Regions from separate parts of the Anas platyrhynchos genome. Here region 1 is linked to region 2. The links are chromatin contacts, called in public Hi-C maps. All regions are on one chromosome and are shown on one strand. Each heading gives the region's core, a stretch centred on a gene start, on an enhancer-like site or on the middle of the called end of the contact. The rest is flanking DNA. Distances are from core to core; before and after follow the strand shown.

What was found. A called contact is a pair of places that touch in the nucleus more often than the background predicts.
Region 1: a Hi-C map of skeletal muscle shows a contact between it and region 2, with 1.9 times the contacts expected there. The contact joins the promoter of LOC101804334 here to the promoter of LOC119716995 in region 2. A contact is called at or near these places in 2 of 8 Hi-C or Micro-C datasets (skeletal muscle and subcutaneous adipose tissue).

Annotation. Positions count from the first base shown.
Region 1 is chr36:3,382,703-3,388,015 of IASCAAS_PekinDuck_T2T, reverse strand. LOC101804334 reads left to right here and starts at 2,193. Exons shown (of 3, transcript XM_072032143.1): 1 at 2,193-2,215; 2 at 5,041-5,140. It overlaps LOC101803440, which reads left to right. Exons shown (of 3, transcript XM_038179224.2): 3 at 1-568. The coding sequence ends at 71.
Region 2 is chr36:3,188,188-3,194,430 of IASCAAS_PekinDuck_T2T, reverse strand. LOC119716995 reads left to right here and starts at 4,223. Exons shown (of 4, transcript XM_038179217.2): 1 at 4,223-4,345; 2 at 5,105-5,281; 3 at 5,378-5,580; 4 at 6,029-6,243. The coding sequence starts at 5,110. It overlaps LOC119716998 (CD5 antigen-like), which reads left to right. Exons shown (of 5, transcript XM_038179231.2): 3 at 1-259; 4 at 347-666; 5 at 763-975. The coding sequence ends at 771.

The DNA.
Region 1 (5,313 bases), core at 944-3,443, 200 kb before region 2:
ACTGCTTTCCTCACCCCAAGGACATCTCCAAGGACAGGCACCCCCAGGCTTTCACCTACTTGCCAAAATAGTGACTTGCCAAAAAAGCTCCATGTCCTGGAATTTCGTCCCCACGTTGGAAACCCAACAGTTTCTGCACAAAGCGTGCAGGTTTGGTTTTAATTTATGTGTCTCCTCTGATTTCATGCCCTTTTCACCAAGCCTGCCGACAAACTGGGCAGGCAACCCAAGAAACAAATCATTTTCAGATTTCACAGTGAAGTTTTACAGATCTCCATTCTCCAAAGCTGAGAAATTAGGAAATACTGAAGAAAAATAAATCAACACATTTCTCTGAGAGCTGCCCTTCATGCTTTTGGGGTTGATCATAACCACGGCAGAAGGAAGAAGGCAGTGAGGGCTCCAGCATCTCAAGTTTTCAGCCGTCACAATTTCCATTTCCTGAAATAAAATCTCTTGTCCAGACTGAGGGAGAACAATGGGTTTTTTTCGGTGCTGAATTCCCCGATAACGTGCACTGGCACTTTCTCCACCTGCTGGGATTGTGGCTCCTCAGATCAGTTTACCACAAACACACCCATCTTGCTTGGCACAACCTTCAGAAAAAGGAGGGGAGGCGGGGGAGGAATGGGAAAATACATTTTTTTTCAATATATATTTTTTCCTGTTAATTCTGTCCTGGTGACATCTGAAACCAGCTTTTCTTACAGTGAGTCACAGCCGACAAACTAAACACCCAGCTGCTCCGGGAGCTGCTGCTGGGGCTGCAGCAGGGGCGGGTTGCAGGAATTTGGGGCGATTTGTTGTGGTTTCAAGGCTGGCTGCCGGGCAGCTGGCACGCACTCCCTGCAGTCACTCATTGCTGTATTTTATTACTCTGTCTTCCGTGTGTTATGGTGGCTTTTGAGACCATGACGGGAGGGCAAAGTGCCTCGCTGGGGGTTAAAACAACTCACAGAGCTTCCGCATGGAATGAACATGGGCTTGCCTGGAAATCCCCGAGCACCAGGAATTGCAGAGGCACACAAACATGTGCTCCAAACACGTCCGTGCCTTGCACACACACGTTCCATACACATACATGTGCTCCAGGCATGTCTCTACAACACACATGTATTTAACATACGTGTGTGGTCCTGCACATCCCTGACATGCACATGCGTGTCCCCCACACACACGTGTCCCCCCCACACCCATGTCCAACACACACAGATCCTCCTGTAGATCCCTGCCATGCACATGTGTCCCACACATGCACATCCAACACGTCCCACATGCATCCTCCTGAACATCCCTGCCACACACGTGTTACCCACACATACGTATCTGACACACACGTGTCCCACACATGCGTGTCCCCATTTCCCAGACGCATCCCACACACACGTGTCCCCCACATGTGTCCCACACACATCCCCTACATACATGTCCTACACACACATGTCCCACAGATGAGTGTCCCACACTCACACATCCCACACACACGTCCCACACATGCATGTTCCACACACTCGTGTCCCCCCCACGCATGTCCCACATGTGTCCCACATGCACATGTCCCACAAACATATCCCACACACGTGTGCCCCACAAACATATCCCACACACGTGTGCCCCACAAACATATCCCACATGTGTCCCACACATACATGTCCCAAATATGTCCCACATATGTCCCACACACATGTGTGACCCACACACCCCACAACATGTCCCGCACACACATGTTCCACATGTGTCCTCCTGCACATCATTGCCACACACATGCATTACCCACAAACACATATCCCACACACAATATCCCCCACACACATGTCCCACGCTCATGCATGTCCCCACTGCCCCCCCACATGTCTGACGGCGCATGCCTGGGAGTATTGGTCGATAGTCAGCTGAATATGAGCCAGCAGCGTACTCAGGTGGCCAAGAAGGCCAACGGCATCCTGGCTTGTATCAGAAACAGTGTGACCAGCAGGGCTAGGGAAGTGATCGTCCCCCTGTACTCGGCTCTGGTGAGGCCGCACCTCGAGTACTGTGTTCAGTTTTGGGCCCCTCGCTACAAGAAGGACATCGAGGTGCTTGAGCGGGTCCAGAGAAGGGCGACGAAGCTGGTGAGGGTCCTGGAGAAAAAGTCCTACGAGGAGCGGCTGAGGGAGCTGGGCTTGTTCATCCTGGAGAAGAGGAGGCTCAGGGGCGACCTTATCACTCTCTACAGGTACCTTAAAGGAGGCTGTAGTGAGGTGGGGGTCGGTCTATTCTCCAACGTGCCTGGTGACAGTGATTCATGGAAGAACTCTACAACTCAAAGCAAATGAGTTATAAAGTAGGTATGTGGTTTATTTCGGCACCAGGCGCATGTGGGATAGCTCCCAAAGGCACACGCACCCTAACGCAGTGACTTGCTTTGGTTATTATGCTGCAAAGAGTTACATATGCGTGAAGTTTCCCAATAAGCCTATACATATTCATAACCTATCCCCGCTTTGTATTAAAATTAGCTCCAAGAAGTCATTTCCATAAACCCCTCCCGTCTGCGCCTGCGCGATGCCTTCTGCTAGTTGTTTTATTTGGGTGGGGGGGAGTCGTGGGGATGAAGGCCAATAACTCCTCTTCATCACCCCTGGCTGACCCCCTGCCTTTGTGCAGACTCGGCTGCTCCTTGGCTCTTGACCAAACCATAGGATCGGTCTCAGCTGTTTTTTGAGACGGGTTCCCCATTTTTGCCAGGAAACGTCCTCTGTGAGGGGCCCCTGAGACCCCTTGTTTCGGTTAATCTACACAGTAGTAAGCAAAGACACTCAGCAATATCTATTTTAATGATATTTTTCTGTTCTGGGCTTTAATAATTATGATTGTTTTATTTAAAAAGCATTAATGCGATTAAGCAACCCCCCATTCTTCTATCTGTGGCGTTAATAGATACCTTGAGGGAGGCTGCAGCAAGGTGGGGGCTGGTTTATTCTCTCACTGGTGACAGGACGAGGGGGAACGGGCTAAATTTGAGGTTTAGGTTGGATATTAGGAAGAACTTGTTTAACGAAGGGGTTGTGAGGCAGTGGGACGGGCTGCCCAGGGAGGGGGTGCAGCCACCACCCCTGGAGGTCTTTAGAAGACGTTAAGGTGTAGTGCTTAGTGCTGTGTTTTAGTGTAGGACTGGTTGGTGTTAGATCAGGGGCTGGACTGGGTGATCCTGAAGTCCCCCCCCACCCTCCATTACCCTGTGGCGTTATGCGCCCCCCCCCCCCCCCGCCACACGCAGCGCGCGGCGCTAACTGCGCATGCGCCTCTCCTCCCGCCCCCCCCCACGCTCTGCGCATGCGCTGCCTCTCCCCTCTCTGCCGCGCGCTCTGCGCATGCTCCCCCCTCCCAGCCTCTCTCCCCCCCTCCCTCTCCGTTCCCGCCGCCGTTGCCGCCGCCGGAAGTGACGTTCCCCGCGGCGCGGCGCGCGGCCGGAAGCGGCGGCGGAGGAGGCGGCACCGGCCGGATGTGAGGGGCGGCGGCGGGGCCCGGCGGGGGCGGCCCCGAGGTGAGGCCCGGGGGGGGGGCCTGGGGGGTACCGGGGGGATTGGGGGGTACCGGGGGTGCCCACGGTGGTGGGCAGGGGGCCGCGGCCCCGCTCCGCCGGAGCTGGGGGCGTTGAGGCCGGAGAGGGTCCGGGGAGAGCTGGGAGCGGCCTGGCCGTGCCTGAGGGGGCTTGGGTGTTAGGGGTGTGGGGATAGGGCAAGGGGAATGGGTTAAAAAAATTAGATTTGGGTTAGGTTTAAGGAAAAAAACCATCGCAGGGGGTGGCGGGGCGCTGGAGGAGGCTGCCCAGGGAATTGTGGCTGCCTTGTTCATAGGAATGTTCAAGGCCAGGCTGGATGGGGCTCTGGGCAGCCTGGGCTGGTGGGAGGGGTCCCAGCCCAGGGCAGGGGGATGAAATTAAATGGCTTTTAAGGTTCTTTCCATGCCAAAGCATCCTGCAGGGCTGTGTTGGTACTGGGGGCAGGGGATGGCTACAGGGAGGGTCTGGTTGTAATGCAGGGGGGCAGGCAGCGAGCTGACGGGGCTCACTTCGAGCTGACTGCCCACTGGGGAGGGGGAGGTCCTGAGGAAAGACCCCCACAGGGGCTGCCAAGCTCGCCTCTCTGCTTCAATTAACCCTGCCCATTCCCTGAGGTGGTGCCGTGGGGCTGGCAGCGCATCTTGGTTCCAGCCAGAGCACTGAAATGCTCCAGCTGCCTTGGGGAGGGGGGGGGAAAGGAATATTTTTTTTTCTCAGCCATTCCTACCGAGCTGCAGCTAATTCATCCTAATTCTCACCCATCTCTGCACTGTGCCTCTTCGCTCTGATGCCAGCACCATCCTTCAGTTTAAGCTGTTCTTTTTCCTCTCTGACACATATCCGTTCTCTGAGTTTTATCTTTGATTATCTTTACAGCCTGCAGTTAGCTCTTCCTTCTCAGCACCAGCTCAATGATGTTAGATAGCCGTGGGTAGGACACGTTCCCCTGACCAGTCCCAGGACTCCCTCTGCTCCTTCTCCAGCTCTCAACTGCTTTGCACCATCTTCTCCCAAGTGCTTTTCCCCAGGACTTTGCTTGGTGTCAGCACTGCCTGCACTGGGACTGCCTCTCCCACAGCGTTTTGATGCTTGTAGTCACTTTTAACCCCCAGATCTTCTCCACCTTGGCACTCAGAAGCTCTCTTTAAGCAGACGCCTGTTTTTCACCTTGCCCTTTCTGTTTCACCCCTTCCTGTCTCTTCAGCTCTCGAGGCCAGCAGGTATTTTCATCCCTTCCTGCATTACGAGTGGTCTCCTTAACTCTCCCCCAGTTCTGGGCCAAGGCTGTGGAAATCTCTTGGTCACAAACCATCATTTTCACAGCAGTCATTCCCATGCTGCCAGGCTGAGCCCTGGTGCAGCCCCACGGTCCTTTCCCCACACCCCTGTGGGCTCTGGGATGGCAGGGCTCGGGGCAGGCAATAAAACTGGCAAATTCAGCTGTCTCTGCGCACAAAACACCCATGTGTGACCTCTTGCCTGGTGTGGCCCCCTAGGTTTCCTGCTGTGACCATGCGCATGTGCCACCAAGAGCAGCCCTCTCCAACACCGCGTGGTTTAAACCGACTGCTGGAGGAGGATCCCTCGCAGCACGGGGTAAGTCAGTGTCTTGCTGAGTTCCTTTCCCCGTTAGGACTCTGTGCTTTGCATCCCATCTGTGCTGGGCACGAAAATCTGAGGCACAGCAGCAGTGGTTTGTTGTCTTACGTGAATTTATGGTGTTGGGTCAGCCTGGACTCTGCACCATCTCTTCCTCCACAAGCAAGCAA
Region 2 (6,243 bases), core at 2,974-5,473:
CTGCAGAACGGCGCCTGGGGCTCCATCTGCGCCTCAGGCTGGGACCGGGCAGCCTCCCGCGTGCTCTGCCGGGAGCTGGGCTGCGGCCGCCCCCGCCTCATCCCCGCGCCCTGCAGCCCCCCGGCGGCCGACGGGCCCCCGGTGACCCTGCAGTGGGTGCAGTGCTCGGGGCAGGAGCCGGCCCTGGCGCACTGCGTCCTGCAGCCACGGGACGCCCCGTCCTGCCCCTCAGACCGGCTGGCTGCCATCGACTGTGAGGGTGAGCGTGTGGAAGGCTGCAGGGCACTTGTCCTGGAGTGGGGAGGGTCTGGCTGGGCCTGGCCTGACCCCAAATCTCGTCCTGCAGAGCCATTTGGGCTGCGGCTGTCCGGGGGCCCTGGGCGGTGTGCGGGGCGGCTGGAGGTGCAGCGCAACGGGAGCTGGGGCACGGTGTGCGACGACGGCTGGAGTGCGGCGAACGCGGCTGTGGTGTGCCAGGAGCTGGGCTGCAGGGAGGTGCCGGCAGAGCTCCTTGGGGACCGGCCACGCTTTGGGCCCGGCACCGGGCGCATCTGGCTGGATGACGTGCGGTGCCGGGGCCAGGAGGGGACCCTGCAGGATTGTGCCCACCGAGCCTGGGGGTACCACGACTGCACCCACGACGAGGATGTCGGCGTGGTCTGCCAGGTGCGGCACCGTCCCTGCTGCCCCGTGCGAGGCTTGGTGTGGTCACAGGGCCCTGTGGGGCGGGATGTGGCCATGCTCAGCCTTTTCTCCTCACAGGACCCCTGAGCACCACGGCTCTGCCCATGGCCATCCCTGCTGCCATCACGTCCTGCAACGCCTCCAGCGGGGGGACCCCAAACCCAAACAGGACCCTGCTCACGGCTGTCTTTGCCCCGACAAAGCCCACCGGTGGGCGTGGGAGCTCCTGCTGCAGCCCCTGATGCCCCCTGCCCCGTTATTAAAGGCAGAGCAGCTGTAACACCGAGACAATGCTGTGGGTTCTCGTGCTGTGTGCTGGGTGGGGGTCTGGCGTGGGGCAGGGGTCCTGGCCACCCCAGGTGCGGCACCATGCCCAGCCTGGCCCCCTGCCCAGGCCCTCCCCCGCGGCCCCCTGACCCTGTTATGAAACATCTCGTTAGCGCTAATCCCGCCAGCCACCTGTCTGCTCCCGGCACCCAGCCCAGCCGGGGGATGGGACCGGCTGCCCGCCAGCAGCTCTCAGCCGTGGGGCCAGGGCCAGACCTTGCCCTGCTGGGGGGGGAGTGGGCAGGGGGAAAAAATAATGGGGGCAGGGGGGCTGGATGTGGTGCAATAGGGACGGGGAGGGGCAGGGAGTGGGGCAATGGCAGGCAACTGGGGGCAAAGAGGCAAGGAGTGGGGTCATGGAACCAGGGGGGCAAAGGGGCAGGGAGTGGGGTAATGGGAACTGAGGGGGTAGAGGGGAAGGGAGTTGGGTAATGGGTTCCACAGGGGGCACAGGGGCTGGGCACGGGGCAGTGGGGAGCAGATGGGCTGGGATTGGGGGATTGCAGTGTAGTGGGGGGGAAGAGGGGCATGGAGTGGGGCAGTGGGGCCTGGGGAGGTCAGAGGGGCGTTGAGTGGGGCAGTGGGGAGCAATGGGAAGGCAAGGAGGCAGGGAGGGGGGCAATGGGGGCTGGAGGAGAAGAGGGGCAGGGAGTTGGAAATGGGGGCCGGGGGGGCAATAAGTTTGGGGGCAGCAGCTGGGGACTGTGGGTGGTGGGTTTATTGGGGATATTGTCCCCTTCCCTGGAAGTAGAAGGGGACAGGGGACAAATCGGGGGCAGAGGGACATCCCCGGCTCCTCTTGCAGCATGGGGCCATGCCGGGCTCTGTCCCCAGCCCAGGGACAGGGACGGGGCTGAGCTCTCGCCACCTGGCCCGGCTGCCCACCGGCTATTTCGGTGCCCCCGCAGCTGTTGGTACCTCCGCCCCCGGCCACCCCCGCAGCCTGGCTACCACGCTCCCTCCCACGCACTGGGGACCTGGCCAGCAAAGGCCACTGCCTGTCCCTGTCCTCTGCATCCTCTGCATGCCGCCGGGGCCGGAGACGTGCTGGTGGGGCTGGAAGCCGTGGGGCTGGCACCGGCCCCTGGGGATGGTTCCTGGCAGGGCAGGAGGGCAATTCAGGGGGCCAGCCCCAAAACCACTGCTCCAGGGCAGGGGGAACAACCCCAGCAGCAGCCTCTGCTCCCCATACTGGGGACAGAGAGGGCAGGGTGAGTGATGGGGTTATGTGACCTTCTCCCGTCCGGCCACGTGCCAAGCGGGTCCTGTTAATGTGCTGTCAAGTATTAATTACCTCCCAGCGGGCCGAGGTCAGGGCAGCCGTAAGCAGCTGGGATGGGGGGAAAGAGCAGGTGGGGAGGGAGAGGGAGAAACAACAACCCCCAGGGCAGGGGGCTCGGGGAGAGGCAGGGATATGGTCGTGGGAACTGGGGAGTGGGATATGGATGAGGATGTGGGAAATGGGGAGGAGGGAGCAGGCCACGGGAAATCGGGAAGAGGGAGGGATAATGGACATGGGGAAAAGGGGAGAAAGAGGGCTGTGGGTGTGGGAAAAGAGGGAAAGGGAGCGGTATGGACAGGGGAGAAGGGGGAAAGAGTATGGATACGGGAAAAGAGGGAGAGGAAGGGACATGGGAACAGGGGGATAGGGGAGATATGGACATGGGAAAAGGGGGAGAGGGAGGGATACAGCTTGGGAACTGGGGCAGGAGGAAGGAGGCAGGCACATCCCAGGGGCACAGGGAAGGAGCAGCTTCGGGGATGCATCTGTGGGGTGGGCTTGGTATTGGGGCGCTGAGCAGGTGCAGGGATGAGCCCAGCCTCACACCCTCTGCTCCCCCCACCCGGTGCCAGAGTGCCACCCCCTCTATGCACAGAGCAGCACCCAGGGGCCCCTGGTATCTCCTGTGGGGCAAAGCCTGACTGGTGCCTGCTCCTCCTGCCCCTCCGGGTGCTGGGTGCTCTGCGTCTCAGCACTGTTTCCTTGGCAGGGCAACGCGCACGCACACATGCACACGTGTGTGTGTGTGTGTGTGTGTGCCACCAGCAGGGATCTGCCAGCCCCAGCTCAAAATAGACCCCGGGAGTGCTCCTGCAGAGGGGCCCAGATGTGAGTCAGGGTGGTGGGACACGGGGCCACTTGTGGGCAGGGAGGGGATGCCAGGGATGGTGGCAGAGGGGGCTCTGTGCGGGGACGGTGTCAGCCTGGGGTCAGTGCCCCCCATCTTTGGGCCATCAGCTGGGGCTGATCCCTGCACACACCCCAAAACCTGTCCCCGCACTGTCCTGCCCCACACCTGGGGGGTCTGGTGCCCACTGCTTGCTCCCACAGCTCCATAGGACCAGTGGGGAAAACCTCCATGGGAATAGGGGTAAACCTCAGGGGGCAGTGTGGTGAGACACTGGGGAGGGGGCACAGAAGGGGCCAGACATGGAAGTGGGGAAACTGAGGCAGAGGAGGGACAAACATGCAGCAAGTGTTGGCCAGGCTGGGGCTGTGGCCTTGTGGGGTGGTAACAGTGGCCAGGGAGCTGCTGCAAGCAGGGGACAGGGGAGTGACGGTGTGGGGGGTGCTGCTGGAGGTGTCCTGTGGGGGAGTCAGTGGTTTGGGGATGTCGAGGAGCTGTGACGTTCATGCTGACATTAGCAGTGCACTGGTACAGAGTGCTCCATGCCATGTGTCTGTCCATCCCTGCACCGTCCATCCGTCCAAGCAGGGTGCCTGTCCCACACACCACACTTTGTCCAGCCGCCCCTGCAAGCTGTCCTCTGCTCTGTCCATCCATCCATCCATCCCACACAGCTCCCTGTCCATCTGTCCCCCCCACACTCTGCTCCTTCTTTCGGCTGTCCCTTCCCGCAGGTCTGCCCACCCACCCACACACCCAGACCTGTCTGTTCCCCCCGTGCCATGCCCCATGTCTGTCTGTCTGTCCATGCCCTCGGTGCTCTCTCCACCTGGCCATGCACCATGCTCCACGTGCCCCTGCCTGCTGTGCTCCATCCCGCCTGTCCCCACCTGGACTGCCCCGTCTGTCTTTTCCTTTCCATACTCCCTTCTGTCCGTCAGTCCCCCCGTGCCTCTCTCCATCCTGTCCGTCTGTCCCCACGCAATGCCCCGTCCGTCCTGCCCCTGCCTATGTTTGGAGGTCGGCACGCGTTGCGCCTGACACATGTTCCCAGCCCAAGCGGGAGAGATTAGCGCGGGCCGGCGCTGCCCTGGGTCCAGCGGCGTCGGAGAGCGCAGGAAAATCTGAGTCACGGCTCCGGGCTCCGGGGCGGCTGCGGGGCCGGTGGCACTGCGCTGTGCCCCAGGGACAGCGCAGAGACACCGGTGAGCCTCACGCCGCTCGGGCCGTCCCTGTGCAACCCCAGCAGACGCTGGCTTTCGCTCTGCGGCTTTCTTGCATGGCTCAGCCCCCTTGGCGGGGGGACAGGGAGGGGGGAACAGGGCTGTTGTTCCTGCCCCGTGCACCCCGGGGGTGGCTGTGACTCCCCTGTGGCTGTGCCGGTGCAGGGGGCTGCAGCCAGCGGGATGGGAGAAGGGTCCGGGTCCTGCTTCACAGCTGAGGATGGAGGAGAGAAGGGCAGGGAGTGGGCAAAGGGCAGAGCCAGCACTCACCCCTTGCTGTGGGGGGATGTGGGGTGGGATGTGGGGCTGTCCGTGGGGGCAGAGCAAGCTGGTTGGGCTGCGTTGGGCTAACTGGTTTGGGCTGGGCTGGACTAGGCTAGAATGAGTTGGACTGGGCTAGGCTGCATTGGACTGGGCTGGGCTGGAATGAGCAGGACTGGGATGGACTGAAGAGGACTGGACCTCGCGCTTCACTAGACTGAGCTGAGCTAGACTGGACTGGACTGGGCAGCAGTGGGCTGGACTGGGCTAACTGGGTTGGACTGGGTTAGACTGGGTTGGACTGGGCAGCATTGGGCTGGGAGAGCTGAATGGGACTGAAGAGGGCTGTACTGGTGTGGGCTGCGCTCAGCTGGACTAAGATGGACTGGACTGGGCAGCACCAGCTGGGTGTCCCCAGGCTTCCCCTGTGTGCGATGGGGGGGGGACATCACACTAGCGTGGGGTGCTTTGGCTCTGCAGGGCCCATGGAGGAGTCAGAAGAGGACGGGGAGGACAACGAGGTGTTCCTGGAGCAGCTGATGGTGCAGACGGGCCAGGCCGTGCCACGGCAGGAGCTGGAGGAGCAGTACACCGTGCTGGAGGAGCTGGGCAGCGGCACCTACGGCCGTGTGGTGCTCACCGAGCCCCGGGATGGTGGTGAGGAGCTTTGGGGGGGTCCCTGTCCTGATTCACCCCGTGGCCACTTCACCCCTAGCATCCCTCCGAGCTGCTGACCCTCTCCACGCTTCTCAGGCTCACCGGTGGTCCTCAAGCTGATGCTGAAGGAGAACACGGAGTGGAGGGCGTTCCTGCGGGAGTACTGCATCGCCCTGTGCCTCTCTGGCCATGCTGCCTGCATCCGTGCTCTGCCTGTCGCCTTCGAGAGCGCCACGCACTTTGCCTTCGGGCAGGAGCTCGCTCCTGCTGGGGACCTGTGCACCCTCCTCACCCCAGGGGTGCGTGAAGTTCAGGGACTCTGACAAAGATTGGGGGGCTGCTGGGGGGCTGCTGGGGAGGGAATAGGGAGGAGAAGGTACTGGGGTGGCTTTGGTAGGGGGTGCAGGGAGGGGGCAGGAACCCTCACCCTCACCCTCACCCTCACCCTCACCCTAACTCTCACCCTACCCCTACCCCTACCCCTACCCCTACCCCTACCCCTACCCCTACCCCTACCCCTACCCCTACCCCTACCCCTACCCCTACCCCTACCCCTACCCCTACCCCTACCCCTACCCCTACCCCTACCCCAACCAACCTCTTGTTGTGAATTGGGACACACTTGGCAGCACGGGGATGTGTCTGGGGGCTGCTATGGGGTGAAGCCCATGCTGGTGGTACCAGTCAGGGTGCTGGGGGCTGCAGCACGCCCTGTGGCAGGTGGTGACAGTGCTGACGTTCCTGCAGGAGGGCCTGGCGGAGGTGCTGGTGAAACGCTGCGCCTCCCAGCTGGCGGAGGCTCTGGATTTCATGCACAGCCGGGCCCTGGTCCACCGGGACGTCAAGCTGGACAATGTGCTGCTCTTCGACCGTGAGTGCCGGCGGGTGAAGCTGGGCGACTTCGGGCTCACCCGCCTGCAGGGCTCTGCCATTCGTGCCATGTCCAGCACCCTGCCCTATTC